Linked DNA regions of Mus musculus: regions 1, 2, 4 and 5 are each linked to region 3. A link is a contact called in public promoter capture Hi-C data. All regions are on one chromosome and are shown on one strand. Each heading gives the region's core, a stretch centred on a gene start, on an enhancer-like site or on the middle of the called end of the contact. The rest is flanking DNA. Distances are from core to core; before and after follow the strand shown.

Region 1 (2,775 bases), core at 90-2,589, 1.1 Mb after region 3:
GGTGGCTCACACGCATCTGAAACTCTAGCTCCAGGGGATCCTGTGCCCTCTCTGGCCTCCTCGGGCAGGAGGGCACCTATTATACTGTTCTCATCCATGCTGGGCTGCCCACCTGCCATTACCACACACGTCATCCTCGCATCTGTCCTTCCAGTGGTATGGTAGTTTATTTCTGAAAGTAGAAAATCTCAAGAAAGAAAGACTGAGGAAAAAATAAGTATTTTTTCCAAGGGTGTTTTTTGTTTTTGTTTTTGTTTTTGTGATTACAACAGAAGTTCATGGTACCATTCAGTAATAGTGGGGGAAGAGGGCAGGCGTGCCCCACATTGGCTGATGTGGCATGAGGGACTCCTAAGAGGCAGGCTTATTTCTGATTTTGTCCTACTAGCAGGGCAACTACCCCCAGCCAACTTCATGTGTAATATGCACAGATAGACTCAAGAGCTAACCCTAAGTCTGCATGCTTCAGGAAATTCCGGGAACTTTTGTTAATCTTACATTTGAGGTTTTTCCTGTGTGGGTTGTGTGAGTGAGTGAGTGTGTGTGTGTGTGTGTGTGTGTGTGTGTGTGTGTGTGTGTGTGTGCTGCCACTCCAACATGGAAGCCAGACAACAACTTTTGCCAGTTAGATTTCTTTCAACCATGTGAGTCTGGAGAGTCAAATTCAGGTCAGGTTTAGTGGCAAGCATCTTTGCCATCTTATGGGCAATAAATAAATAAATAAATAAATAAATAAATAAATAAATAAATATTACTGGGGAAGGCAACTTTGTTGGTCTTGATGGTATAGTCCTATCATTCCAGCTATTTGGGATGCTGAGCCAGGAATAGGGTGTTCCAAGTCAGACTAGGTGTCAGAGTGAGTTCAAAGACAGCCTGGACTACAGGTGAATTCAAGGCCAGCCTAGGCAAAATTGGTAGATCTCCCATCCCAAAATAAGAGACTGGGGGTGTTCCTCAGTGGTAGAACTTGCTTGGCTTGTGTGAAGCGCTGGGTTCCACCCATACTACAAAATCATGCTGCAAGCTTCAATAGCCTCTAAATGTGAGTTAGGGTGGCGTAAAAGCTGCATTATATTAGACTCAAAATAAAGATAGGGAAGGAAAGAATAGGAAAAAAAAAAAAAAACAAAAAACAAAAAACCAGAAGAGGAGCTGCTGGGTTTCTGAAGAGGTGACAGTCATTGGACTTGTTGCTGTCACCAGGAGTGGCTCTTTTTGGCTGCTGGATCCGGGCCAGCCCAGGCGATAAAACCCTCAGGGCCTGTTCCCCTGCTTTTGGGTTTCCTTCCTTCTATGCAGACCGCTAGGGTAATAGGAGCTGCTGCCACAAGCTAAGGCCATGGCCACGGCACCCGGGGAGCGACTGCAGGAGGAGGCGCGGTGCTCCGTGTGCCTGGACTTCCTGCAGGAGCCCATCAGCGTGGACTGCGGCCACAGTTTCTGTCTGCGGTGCATCTCGGAGTTCTGCGAGAAGTCGGACAGCGCTCAGGGCGTCTACGCCTGTCCCCAGTGCAGGGGTCCCTTCAGGCCCGCCAGCTTCAGACCCAACCGGCAGCTGGCCAGCCTGGTGGACAGCGTGCGGCAGCTGGGGCTGGGCACGGGACACGCGGGGTCGCGTCAGTGTGCGAGGCACGGTGAGGACCTGAGCCACTTCTGTGAAGAGGACCAGACGATGCTGTGCTGGGTCTGCGATACCAGCCCTGAGCACCGGAGCCACCGCACAGAGACGCTGCAGGAGGCTGCCAGCCGCTACCAGGTGAGCCTCAGCTCAGGTTCCCGTGTGGAAATAGGGAAAACACTGAGGCTGATGACCTTGGAATGTGAAGGGACATGTACCATACAGAGCCAAATGGTGCTATTGTATAAGTAGTAACTATTAACTCCCAAGCTCTTTCCTTCTCTGGTCTTCCCCTCTCCAACCCCCACCCCCTGCCCCCGTTCCCCGTTCCCGTTCCCCGTTCCCCGTTCTTACTGGCTCACATTCCCCGAAGCTGGGGTGGCTTTCGCCCCTGGGAACCCCGGGGTTGGGCATAGGCTAAATCCTGCCTCCTACTATAATGGGCCTCTGGTGTAGCACGTGGGAAACTCCCTTTGCTGAGCACAGACTCGGAGGGGTTTCCTACTGCTTCTTGCCTCTGTGTGTGTTATCTGGGCATTGGCAGAAGGCTGCTTTGCTCACTCATCTTCCTCTGAAGTTGCTGGACACATTTTAAGAACATTTACGTTTCCATCTTCCGGAACAACCAGCACAAGGGACACCAGCGTGGTTTTCCTTCCTTGACAAGCTTGACCACGGAGTTGCACAGAGCACTAACTTTCTTAAGATGTTTGCTGGGTTGATTTTCTCTAAAATTATAAATTAGGTGTTTTCCTCAACTCGTTGAAAAATCTCTCTTGATTTTACCACTTGCTTTCCTCAACTTGGTAAAAATTTGGGCACCAGTTATTTCCTAATCAGATTTAAAAATTATGATCCCACCTGCTTAAGTCCTGAAAATGTCACACAGACCTTGGCTAGCGATACATTTCTGATACTGTTTTCTACAAATATTCTGTAGGGCTTTTGTTTTCCTCGATTAAATGCCAAATAAACATCGTCTAGACCTCTGGGCCAATCAGCTGCAGCTGCCTAGGGCCCTGTGCAAACTGTGCTCAGCTCTTATCCTAACCACACAGACCCAGTGGAATCTGCCCTGTCACTGTTGTACCTAGCCCTGCTGTGCTGTTTGTCACCTCTTTGGTGTGGCCCCTGGTTTCTTTGGGCTGGTGGGG
Region 2 (2,848 bases), core at 113-2,612, 1.7 Mb after region 3:
AGTGATCGATTCAGTGGAGAAAGGAAGACACATCTGAGGTCTCAGAGCCTCATAGACTCAAAGCAAACCCACCACCAGGTGTGTGATGCCCCCATCACCTGTCCCCCAAACTGAGTACCCTCTGCTGGAACTCGCTGACCTAATACATCACTTTCAGCAGCACCCAGAGGACTCCCTGCCATCTGCCCTGACAGGACGACTCAACAAGAGGACTGCTTACAAGAGAAGCAGAAAAGTTTACCAGCCCTTCCTTCAGACAATGCCAATGCCACTCCTCAGCCTTTGCCAGAGCTCACTGGCTGATAGATCACCTGACTTTGTAAGGTGGCTAGAGAGTCCTCTTCGGAAATTCTATAGGCACCAGCTTACCGTCGCAAGAGTTCCCTGCTTTCTGGTGCCTGATAACGACATTTGCAGGCCATTATGTGAGATGAGCTCCAGAGGCTGGCTGCCAGGCTGCAAAAAAACAAAAAAGCAACAAACAAACAAACAAACCCACTTCTCCTTGTGTCCCTTGTAGACCCCCGACTACATGCTGGATAGCCCTAGGAGGAGACAGGGAACTAAATTGATCAGTGCAACCCAAGAGGGACGATGGTAAAAGACAAGTAACTCAGGAAAAAGCAGAAATGGGGAAGGAAAAAGATCTGCCACAATGTCGCCAGGGGCGAAATGTGGCAACGTCCTCTAAAGGCAGCACATAAGTAAGTTTGTGTAGTCATCCTGAGAAACTTTGTGGAGAGTCCTGCAGCTTGCACAGCAGCGCACCTCCAGGGCTTACAATAAACCGCTGCCATAAGCTCAAAACGGCGGAGAGCTTCAGGACCACTCACGAGACACTAGTGGGGTCCTTGAAAGTCCTGTGCTCTTTGGTTCTGAAGAGCCGACTGTTCTCTAAAGATATTCCTCACGAGTGACTCCAACTCCTTCACCTTAGCTGTTTTGCCAACCCAACTTGGCACTTGGATGTTCCACCGCGAACCCAAGACAAGCCATGTACCTGCGGAAAGGGGTCACGGGCGACTATCAGATCCGGAGCAAACCTTGAGAACAACCAGGCATGGAAACTTAGGGACCGCCCAGCGGTGCATAGCAATGCTGTCTGGCTTCCGTCCAGGCACTGCACAGCGTTGTGCTGCCTGCACCCCAGAAAGTCACAGAATTCCGACGGCCTCCCGCCCACACTCTCTGGCCTTGGGTAGTCCGTCGACCTAGCCTACTTCAGTTTCGCCACCCGCAGCGACGCCAGAACCTGGACAACTAACCAGAAACCCCACCCCCACCCCACCACGAGAGCTGGCTCCAACCACGCCCACCTGGCCTTACTCCGCCCTTAATGGGGACGGCCGCCCTGCGCTCCGTGGCGTCATCACCGCGCGCCGCGGGCGCCTTCAGGACATCTGGGTTATGGTGAAGGATTATCATCTACAGTGACGGGACGGGTTCCCTGTGTGGCCCTGCGTGGCTCGGCCTCAGTTTCCCACCTATCGAGTAAAGTTCTGCACGGCGGGTCTACGAGGTCTCTCCCACGCTAAGGTAGCGGCTGCAGGTTGGCGTTTCTTGGGTGCCGGCAGCAACCGGCCCCAACACTGAGGGGTAAATGGGAGAGCGACTTGCGCGTCGGGTGGATAAAATGGGAGGGGACGTCTGCACAGACGACCCCGGGTCTAGTCGACGTGGCTAGAGAGGATAAGGACCCGAACTTGGGACATTGACCAGCGGGATCACCTCTTTCGAGGCAGTGGTACCCTACCCTGCGGTTCCCTCCTTAGGTGGGAACTTTCTAATCTCTGCGCACGCCCACAGGTTCTATCTTGCTGAGTGTGGGACGCTCTACTTCTACCTGCCGGACCACTTCTGGCATTGAAAGTAGCTTCTTTTCCCGTTTGTAAGCGGAGTTTATAATAGTCTTCTCACAGTATTGCTATGGAAACTAAAAGGATGTTAAAAAGAAAGTGAACCAAGCACTCCACACTTACCCCGCACAAGAGGGTTGTGGTTCCATAAACTTCTGGAATTGGGTGGGCCTCTGTCCCATTGAAAACTGCCTCAGTCTTTTAAGGATAGAACCCTGGTAGCTGCTGTAAAAAGCCTCCAAAAGGACTTTCTAATCTGAGGCCAGAGGGCTAGTAGGATAAACTGGCAAGTGACACACACCCAATCTCTTTTTTTTTTTTTTTTTTTTTTTTGATTTTTCAAGACAGGGTTTCTCTGTATAGCTCTGGCTGTCCTGGAACTCACTCTGTAGACCAGGCTGGCCTCGAACTCAGAAATCCACCTGCCTCTGCCTCCCAAGTGCTGGGATTAAAGGCATGCGCCACCATGCCTGGCCTACACCCAATCTTCTTTATTGAAGAATCCAAACCACATATTGAAGATAACTTTTTTTAAATTGAGTCTGTATTGAACATAAGGGTTTTTTGTTTTCTAAACAAAACAGGTGAAAAAAACGGTTATATGGTGTTTGTAAACCCTTAGGTTCACTTCAGTTTTGTTTTTTTTTAATTAATTAATTTATTTATTATTTGTAAGTACACTGTAGCTGTCTTCAGACTCCACAGAAGAGGGCATCAGATCTCATTACGGATGGTTGTGAGCCACCATGTGGTTGCTGGGAATTGAACTCAGGACCTCTGGAAGAGCAGTCAGTGCTCCCAACCCCTGAGCCATCTCACAAGCCCTCACTTCAGTTTTCTTAGATTTTTTTTGTTTTGTTTTGTTTTTTTGAGACAGTCTCAAGTAAGACAGCCTAACCTTTAACTCCCTGTTTAACAAGATATCCTTGAATTCCTGACCTCCTGCTTCTGACTCTTGAGCGTTGGAAATACAAGCATGCACTTCCACACCC
Region 3 (2,700 bases), core at 53-2,552:
TATTAGGGAAGAAGCAAGGGTGACAGGCTAGAAAGGTAGACCAAGAATATGCTGCCTAGTGTTCTCCCTCCTCTCCTCTTCTTTTTCTGCTGCCATCTTGTCTCTCCCTCCCAATAAAACCTCTTCCACGTGAAAAAAAAAAAAAAAAAAGGTGTTGCCTAGACTCTATGGGTACACGATATGCATATATTAAACTGTCCCAAAAACTCATAGAAAAAAAAAATTCCATACACAAGTACCAATTGCCATGCAAACTAACTCAGAAAAATAGAAAAATAACTCGTTTAACTTATTCATGGCAAGAACCTTTTGCATATGGACCCAGTTCTGGAGACAGAGAAGATATGTAAGGCAATTTCTGCCCCTGTCAGTCCAAAGGCTGATCTAACAAAAAGACACCGACATGCTTGCCCAAAGTTCAGAAGGTGTTCTTGCAGCTGTATAGACACTGTTTTAGAGCTACCTTTTTCTTCTTTCTCCGAGTTACAACATATAATATATAGTCTCTCGATTTGCTCTATGTAAGCAAATAGAACGCACATATTGCATACGTTCATTTAAATTTTATGAAACTAGAACATTCCGATTAGTAAACTCCAGCTGTCCCTATTATTTCACTTGCACAATAGAGATTTTAATAAGCATCGAGGACGTGCCAAGAGTTTAGGCTGAGTCAGGAGACAAGATTCGTGAGTGGTGATGTCCCTCTCCACCGTTCCTATAAGTAAGATTAAACACATACCAGACATACGGAATTGTACTATTTAATGTTTTCCGGGTATGGTTTTTCCTGATTGGAGGAGAACAATCCAGGTGACTGGAGAAGTCAAACAAGGCGCCTCACAGTCGAGACACAAATATGCCCAGAGCACACGCGTGACCATCGCCTTTACCCGGAGGCGGCGTGGCTGGCGTGGCTGACTAGCTGGAAGCCGAGCCTGGGGTCAGCGCTGCCGCCGGTCCGTGCGACAGGGAGCCCCAGCTGCAGGCTGCGGCGACTCCCCAGCTAACGTGGCGGGTCTCTCGTCTCCGCACGTCCGCACGCAGGTCCCACCCCCAGGCCTCAGGTAAACAAGCTCTCCAGCCCTTCGGCCGGCAAGCCCACCAAACATGGCTGGAAGCGTTGCAGCCCCTCAACCCGTGACCCCGAGACCCCCCAGCCTTCGCCGCCCTCACCCGGAAGCCCCACAACCCCGACACCGCCCCTCACCGCGGCCACCGCCGCTCGCTCGCCGATCCGACCCGACCGTCGCGGAAGTACTCCTGACCTCAGCGCGGAGGCGGGGTCGCCGTCGAGGAGTACTTCCGGGTCAAGCATCCTCTAGGGCGGAAGGCGCTGACTGCAGAGAGGTGAGTGAATCCGCTGCTCCGGTGGCTTCCTGAGAGGTAAAGGATGCTTGAAGCTGGACACGGGGGATGCCAGGATGTCCGCCCTCCGTGAAGGCTGGGTGTGGGTGTCGGGGTTCCGCCATGAGGTATTTCCAGAATACTCGAGGGCCAGCGACGATCCGGGACACAAACTGGGAATTCAGGGCGGGCCCTGCTCTCAGCTCACTGCAAAGGTGGTGAGGAAGGGAGACCACCACCATCAAAACAACGGAATCTGAGGGGGTAGTTAAGTGCTTTCGTCCAAGTTTAAATGCGGTGATGGAACGGAACTGAGTGAGGAAGTGAGAAGGGGGAAGCCTGCCTGTAGGGAGGAGGAGTAGAGGTTTTGAATAAATAGTAAAGGGAGACGGGGGGGGGGGGGGGGGGCGGAGAACTTGGGCACTGGGTCTTTGTGAGGTCGGTGACCAGGCGTTTGACTTAAAATTTGGAACTCGATGGGAAGTAATTGATAGTTTCTAAGCAGGAGAGTGATATGCTTTTGATTTGTAATTTTAGATGTGCAGTGCATCGCTTCATTTGTCCCTGGGCAGTTTATCCAAGAAGACATTAAGCAAAATTGTGTTAAAATATGGGGTGGGGGGGGCACCTGAAACCCTAAAGACTTGCTTTCGAGTGTCTCGCTGTTGTGTTGTGTTGGTGTATAGCTAAGTGGGAGTGCGTTTGCCTGTCATGTGCAAGACCCTGGGTTTGATCCTGAGCACAAAAAAAAAAAAAAAAAAAAAAAAAAAAAAAAAGGAACAGATTCCCCTCCTCTGTTCAATCCCTTACATCAGTGTTCAGATGTAACTGCCACTTCCTAAAACCCTTCAAATGTTTGACTTTACTTTCAATAGTAATTCTTTACATTTCCGTATGCTGATATTCTCTACGACCTTACTAAATGCCTGTTCCTTTGAAGATTTGCAAGTTCAAGGCTAGCCTTGGCTACATTGTGAACTCTAGGCCAGCCAGAGCTAAGTAACCACATCCTGTCACAAACAAAAACGTCTGGTCCAACAAATAAACCAGAAAAAAGATTTCTTCTGGTTTTCTTTTGTAAAGGAAAAATGTATAGGAATGTATCTTGGGCCACTAGTAACTGTCTTGTCTTTTACATGTTGCCATTAGTATTATAGTGACAATTCTGAAAAATTTTGGTCTTAGAGTCCATTGCACTTAAACTTACCAAGAATTTTGAAGAGTTTTGTTTAAATAGATTACTACTGCCAGTACATTCCATTTAAGAAATCAAAACTACTCTCAAAAAAAGAAGTAGCTTTAAAATGGTAAGTCACTAAATGATAACTGACATTTCTATAAAGATTATTTTCC
Region 4 (2,764 bases), core at 232-2,731, 1.4 Mb after region 3:
TTTACTGGTGCCTTGTGTTTTCTTGCTCTATTCCGCTGGGTCCGTCTCCAGTAACTGTAGGTGACTGGCCTCTTCTTGTAGCTTCTCTTACGCTTTCTAGTTTCAAGACATCGACTGGGGAGTTGACTCAAGGAGTTCTCCACACTGTCAGGCTGCAAGTTCCTCTATAAAGCAATGTTGGAGATGCCATGTGAGTGACTTAGAGCCACCTCTGTGCCGGACACACTGCAACCACACATGAACTAAAGCAAAATTCAAAGGAACAACACCCCACTCTCGTCTCCAGCAAAGGAGTCACTGTCATCTTGTGCTCTTGGCAAATGCAGTGCCCCCAGTACACAATTCAAACTTTCTGCTGTCATAAAAGTAAATGCTGGAAAATGCTTCAAAACAATTGTTAGACAATATCACAACACACCAAGTACTGACACAAGCTTTGCTATACCATTTACAGTATTTATAAAAACTTAAGTTTCTTCCTTCCACATGACATAGTATTAGAAAGACACTTCCAAGAGTATCAACTTGAAACTTATAGATTCCGTGGTATATAATGTAAATTATAGCTACAGACCAGTCAAAGAGGCAGGAATTCTGACTTGTTCTACTAACTGTTTTGAGTTCTATTTGAGATTTTACGATGTTAGGGGAAATGGGGATTTTAAATGGAGTTTGAAATTTTTCTGTGCCCCATTGTAAAGAAGGGCACAGATTCTTTTGATACCCACAGCCACACTTAGGACTAACTTCCTACAACTCTGCCCCACCAGTAATGCAGGGGTTAATCTACTCATGAGGCCAGAGTCATTGGAATGTCACCTTTGGAACGGCCCTCACACAGCCAAGAGTGTGTTTTTAATGTAGGCAGCAGTCAATCCCATCGAGCTGACAGTTGGTTACCAAGTACATACACTTCACAAATAGGTGTCTCCAGAGCCATAGGGAGCAGATACATCATTACGGCAAAGGACGTGAATCCAGTGTGGAAGAGAGAGACGCTGCACGTGCTCTCTCACTACACTCTCCACACAAGCCAGTACAGTAAGAGCCTTGCTGATAATGCGGAGGCCAGGAGATGCCCCAGCCCAGGCTCACGCCACACCTCAGGCTGCTCCAGCATCCAGGGCTGTCACTGCTTGACAGTGAGACACCGGACACAGCAGCTGTGGCACCGGAGTCTGGACCAAGAGAAGAGTGCGGCTGAGGACAAGTGTCCCTGCAGAGTCAGGGAGTGTGGCGGCTCAGCCACGTCAAGACCTAGGGAGACAGCCTGTGGGCTCAGCCCTGCATAGGCCTCGCAGAGCCGAACCGCCTGCACAGGGCAAAGCGGAGGAAACCGGAACCCTGCCGGTTCCTGCGGGCAGCACTCACCATGGCGCCCCCGTCCGCCTCCGGCAGCTGACTGGCCTGAGGCACCCGGACACCCCAGCTCAACTGACCGATCAAATGTAAAGATGGCGCGAGACAAAGCCCCCGCGAACTAGCGAACCCGCCAAGGCCCGCCCCTGTGCCCGGGCTGCGCTCCTGATTGGACCGCCCCTCAGTCCCCGCCCCATCATCGTGCCTTGATTGGCCACAGATAGCACCAATCGATGACTTGAGAAAGGCAGACTACCCCAAAAAGTGGCTGCTGCGAAATATTTTCAGTTTTGTTTTGTATTTTGTTTTTCAAGACAAACCCACGCTGGCCTCGAACTCATGGCAGTCCCTCTGCCTGGGCTCCAAAGCGCTGAGATTACATGAGTTGACCGCTATGCTCCCCTTGTCCGAAGGTAAAGCTCACTCCAGGTGGATGACGAGATTAGCATTTAGTTCATTATGTGAATTATGTCATGTGAATTATGAACTGTACATAGGAATATATTATTCACAAATGTAAAGAAAACGATGACAATTATTTTTAAATTTCAAATAACGTTTTCTTGTGTATGTATGTGTGTGTGTGTGTGTGTGTGTGTGTGTGTGTGTTTTGTCTTTGATCTTTGGCCCCAGAACTTTTGAATAGAGAAGCTGACAGAAATCAAATAGAAACTATCTGTTAACGAGAATGTCAAGTACAAATAAAATGTGACACACATTGTCATTTAAATTTTCCTGGAATTCACATTGAAAAATTAATCTGACTGTATTAATAGGAAATATAAGCCCCTCAAAGAGCACCCAGTGGCCAGGCCCTGCCCCTGAGGCCCTCCAACCACTAGGCTCCACCTACAAAACGTTCTATAGGCCAAAACTGCAGGTTAAGCTCCGCCCCATAAGAAAAAAAAAAAAAACCCTTAAGCTCAGAACTTCAAATCTCACCAACCCCTGAGCTTGCCCCAAGATCCGGACTTCAAATCCCACCAATCCTCATCCTGGAAAGCTCTGTGCCCGCCCCCTTCCCCAAGAAACCCCTTAAAAAGTCCACCTCCAGCTCCGTTGCTCCTTGCTACTTCTTTCCAGAGCAGAGGCAGCTACCTACTTGTGTTTTGTCCGAATAAATCTCTTGTTGTGAGGTTTGTTGTGTGGTGTGACTTTGTGCTGTTCTTTGGCTCCCATCTGCCAGGACACTTTTCCCCTCGGAACTGTAACATTTATGGTGTCCTGACCTGAAGAGGCTCCTCCTCCTGTCTGTGCACCCCCTTGGGGTCTGAGCCATATTGGGACCCATCCTTCACCTCCAGTCCATCTGCAGCAGACTGGCGTTCTGACTCACGGATAGCTCAGCGCCTCCCCTCTCAGCCCCCCAGGCCCCATCCACCAGCGGCATTAGGTAAATTTCCCA
Region 5 (2,700 bases), core at 45-2,544, 1.9 Mb before region 3:
GTCAGTGGGTGGGCGTGGGGAGCCTAGTTATGGCAGCAGATATAGGCATCCATTCATAAAGAAGAACTGCCCTTTGGAGTAGCGGAGGGTCTGTTGTAACAGAGTTTGGAAAGAAGCGTGTATCAGGGAGGAGGGAGTCAAAGTTATAAAAGGAAAATATTTTCTAGCATCTATTATTAAATAGGCCTGATCTGCATTTAAGTTAGGGCTTTGTAAGCTGCGGTCATAACTGCGTTTTTTCCCAGCTCCAAACTACAGAAACCCCTGACCCCGAAGCAAAACAACAAAAAGAGAGACAGAATGCTGTTTTGTGCCCAGCCAGTCCAACTGCAACCTTCCGCGTCACCGCTAGTTGTCACTTCGCTCCCAGACGGGAGACCCGGGGTTTCCAGCACTGCGGTTTGAGAGAATGCGGTCCCAATTAAACTAAAAAACTCACAAAGCTTCCCCTTAAGTCCTCAGTCGAGTGAAGGGTAACGAGCAGAGGGGCTAGGGGGCTGGGGCCCCAATTTTGCGGGGAGTGCAGTAAGCAGACAGACTGCAAAGAACAGGCAAACCGCTGCCGGAGCAACCAGGAGCAGCCACTGTCTGGGACCTACACGCACCAGCCAGACACCCTGCGGGTGGGGGGTGGGGGAAGGAGAGGGATGGAAGGGCCTTCAGCACACAGCACCCCCTCCCCAATTGATGAAGCCGCGGCAGAGTCAGCCTCCCTACTCCTCCTGAACCCCTATTGCACCATAAGGATAGTGGTCAGTATAGAAAATCGCGTACCTGAAGAATACAATGGTCTCCCAAAGGTAGAATCGCAGAGTATTGAAGCTGTACATCTTCCAGATTCTAGTGCTGTAAAGTCCACGAGTTATGGGGGTGCAAAAATGTTTTCGATGGGCACTTACGAAGCCAGAGAGCGCCACTGGGGATAATAATCCAGATGTTTAAGGGGGCAGGGAGTAGAGGGACGAGGTGTCAGAGCCGGGGGAGAATTGCAGCCAGGCAGCTAAGGTACCGCGGACAGCGGCAGTCGTGCAGGTTCAGCACCACGGAGAGCGTCCAGCCCGGCTGCGGGCGGGAAGAGCGCGGCTGAAGCTCTACTCGCTGGAGGCTCCCTGCGGCGCTGGGAGGCACGTTTGGGGGTGGGTATATTTTCTTCTTTTCTTTCTTTCTTTACTCTTCTTCTTCTTTATTTTTACCCTTATTTTCCTGTCGAGATGGCCAGCTCCATGAAAGGAAGAAATCCGTGGGGATCAGAGCCCTGGCCTCAGACCCTTAGACCCGGCTGGCATCTTCTTTCTGGCCCTGGGCTGGCCCGAGGGGTTTTAGGGGTTGGGGGGGGGGGTGGAGCAGGTGACGGTGCTGGCTTCAGTTAGATGTCGGAGAGTGTGCCAGGCTGGCGCATCGCGACCGAGTCCCGGAATCTCGTTCCCCTGCCTCCGTTCCTGTCTGCTGCCGCCTTGCAGTCCGTGTTCTCTGGTCCCCGACGAATAAGTTGGGATCGCTGCAAGAAAGGTGTCCCATTGCTTGGGGCTGCAGGAGCAAGAGAGCCCACCACAACTTTCAGGGGCTGCTGGGGTCCATGGCTTCCCAGCAGGGCTCAAGAACCCAAGCTTTCACAGGCATCTCCAATTTCTAAGCTCGCCCATCTTCTTCTGGCCAGACTCCCTCAGATCTTCAGACTTTCTTACTGCATTAATTTAACAAACTGGCGGCGTAGAGGATGGTGGGGGCGAGGACCGACGGGAGGGGGTGGAGAGGGGAAAATGGGGGGAAAAACTCCTTAGAAGCTTCAAACCCTCCCACTCGGAGTGTTCATTGGCCCGCAGCTGCGAAAACCATATCTTCTCTCCAGGTTCGGCCAATTGCACGTTAGGCTCTGGCTTGAGTTTAACCCTTGGAGTGCTGGCAGAGACCAGCCTCATGCACTTCCCAGGCCTCAGGGTCTTTTCAGGTCTTCTGTCGCTCCAGAGAGGTCATGGAATTTATCTTTTAAGTCTTTCAAAATCCTTACCATGATTTTTTAAAAAATAGCTGTATGTAAGTAAAACACCATGAGCCTCAGTCCAGATGTGCTCAGGCAGACTCAGTTTATCATTTTTTTCATTAATTCGTTTATTCATTTTACATCCCAATTGCAGCCCCTCTTCTTCCTCTCCTCCAAGTCCCACTCTCACACCCCCTCCTCAGAGAAAGGAATGCCCCTTGTGGGTACCAGCTGGCCCTGACCTATCAAGTCACAGCAGGACTAAGAGCATCCTCTCCTACTGAGGCCAGATAAGGCAGCCCAGTTAGGGGAAGGCAGGGAATGGAGTCAGAGACAGTTCCTGCTGCTCCAATTGTTCAGGGATCCACATGGAACCAAGCTTCACATCTGCTACATGTGTTGAGGGCCTAGGACCAGCCCATGCATGCTCTTTGGTTGGTGGTTCAGTCTTTGTGAACCTCCACAGGCCCAGGTGAGTTGACTCTCTAGGTTTTCTTGTGGTGTCCTTGACTCCTCTGGCTCCCTCAAAATTTCCTTATAGTCTTCCACAGGACTTCCCAAGCTCTGCCTAATGTTTGACCGTGGAGAGCTGCTGCACCTGTTTCCATTTTAAAAGGGTCAATGGAACAAGGTCCCTCAATTTTGTTGAAGCACTGAAGGTATAATATTTGAGCCCAGAAGACTTAAAAAAAAAAAAAAAGGTCTGGTAGATAGAGTAA

Evidence for each region. Promoter capture Hi-C pulls out the DNA fragments that hold promoters and counts their contacts.
Region 1: a promoter capture Hi-C map of embryonic stem cells shows a contact between it and region 3, with 3 times the contacts expected there. The contact joins the promoter of Trim58 here to the promoter of Mfap3 in region 3. A contact is called at or near these places in 2 of 39 promoter capture datasets (the C10 cell line and embryonic stem cells).
Region 2: a promoter capture Hi-C map of pre-B cells shows a contact between it and region 3, with 3 times the contacts expected there. The contact joins the promoter of Mrpl55 here to the promoter of Mfap3 in region 3. A contact is called at or near these places in 2 of 39 promoter capture datasets (hippocampal neurons and pre-B cells).
Region 4: a contact with region 3 is called in a promoter capture Hi-C map of pre-B cells, with 3 times the contacts expected there. The contact joins the promoter of Zfp39 here to the promoter of Mfap3 in region 3. A contact is called at or near these places in 2 of 39 promoter capture datasets (the 3T3-L1 cell line and pre-B cells) and 1 of 9 other capture datasets (liver).
Region 5: a promoter capture Hi-C map of liver shows a contact between it and region 3, with 2.7 times the contacts expected there. The contact joins the promoter of Glra1 here to the promoter of Mfap3 in region 3. A contact is called at or near these places in 7 of 39 promoter capture datasets (3T3-L1-derived adipocytes, cranial neural crest, embryonic stem cells and 4 more) and 1 of 115 datasets of contacts at active chromatin or transcription factors (neural tube).

Annotation. Positions count from the first base shown.
Region 1 is chr11:58,639,126-58,641,900 of GRCm38.p6, forward strand. Trim58 (tripartite motif-containing 58) reads left to right here and starts at 1,340. Exons shown (of 6, transcript NM_001039047.1): 1 at 1,340-1,759. The coding sequence starts at 1,343.
Region 2 is chr11:59,201,124-59,203,971 of GRCm38.p6, forward strand. It overlaps Mrpl55 (mitochondrial ribosomal protein L55), which reads left to right and starts at 1,363. Exons shown (of 4, transcript NM_001302336.2): 1 at 1,363-1,536. 2610507I01Rik (RIKEN cDNA 2610507I01 gene) reads right to left here and starts at 1,308. Exons shown (of 3, transcript NR_037964.1): 1 at 1,001-1,308; 2 at 370-456.
Region 3 is chr11:57,517,363-57,520,062 of GRCm38.p6, forward strand. It overlaps Mfap3 (microfibrillar-associated protein 3), which reads left to right and starts at 1,303. Exons shown (of 3, transcript NM_180599.1): 1 at 1,303-1,350. Fam114a2 (family with sequence similarity 114, member A2) reads right to left here and starts at 1,282. Exons shown (of 14, transcript NM_026342.3): 1 at 1,211-1,282.
Region 4 is chr11:58,902,744-58,905,507 of GRCm38.p6, forward strand. Zfp39 (zinc finger protein 39) reads right to left here and starts at 1,482. Exons shown (of 5, transcript NM_011758.2): 1 at 1,372-1,482; 2 at 1-164. The coding sequence starts at 1,374. It overlaps Gm12257 (a long non-coding RNA gene), which reads left to right and starts at 1,603. Exons shown (of 4, transcript XR_879896.2): 1 at 1,603-1,772; 2 at 2,546-2,752.
Region 5 is chr11:55,606,904-55,609,603 of GRCm38.p6, forward strand. Glra1 (glycine receptor, alpha 1 subunit) reads right to left here and starts at 1,295. Exons shown (of 9, transcript NM_020492.4): 1 at 775-1,295. The coding sequence starts at 830.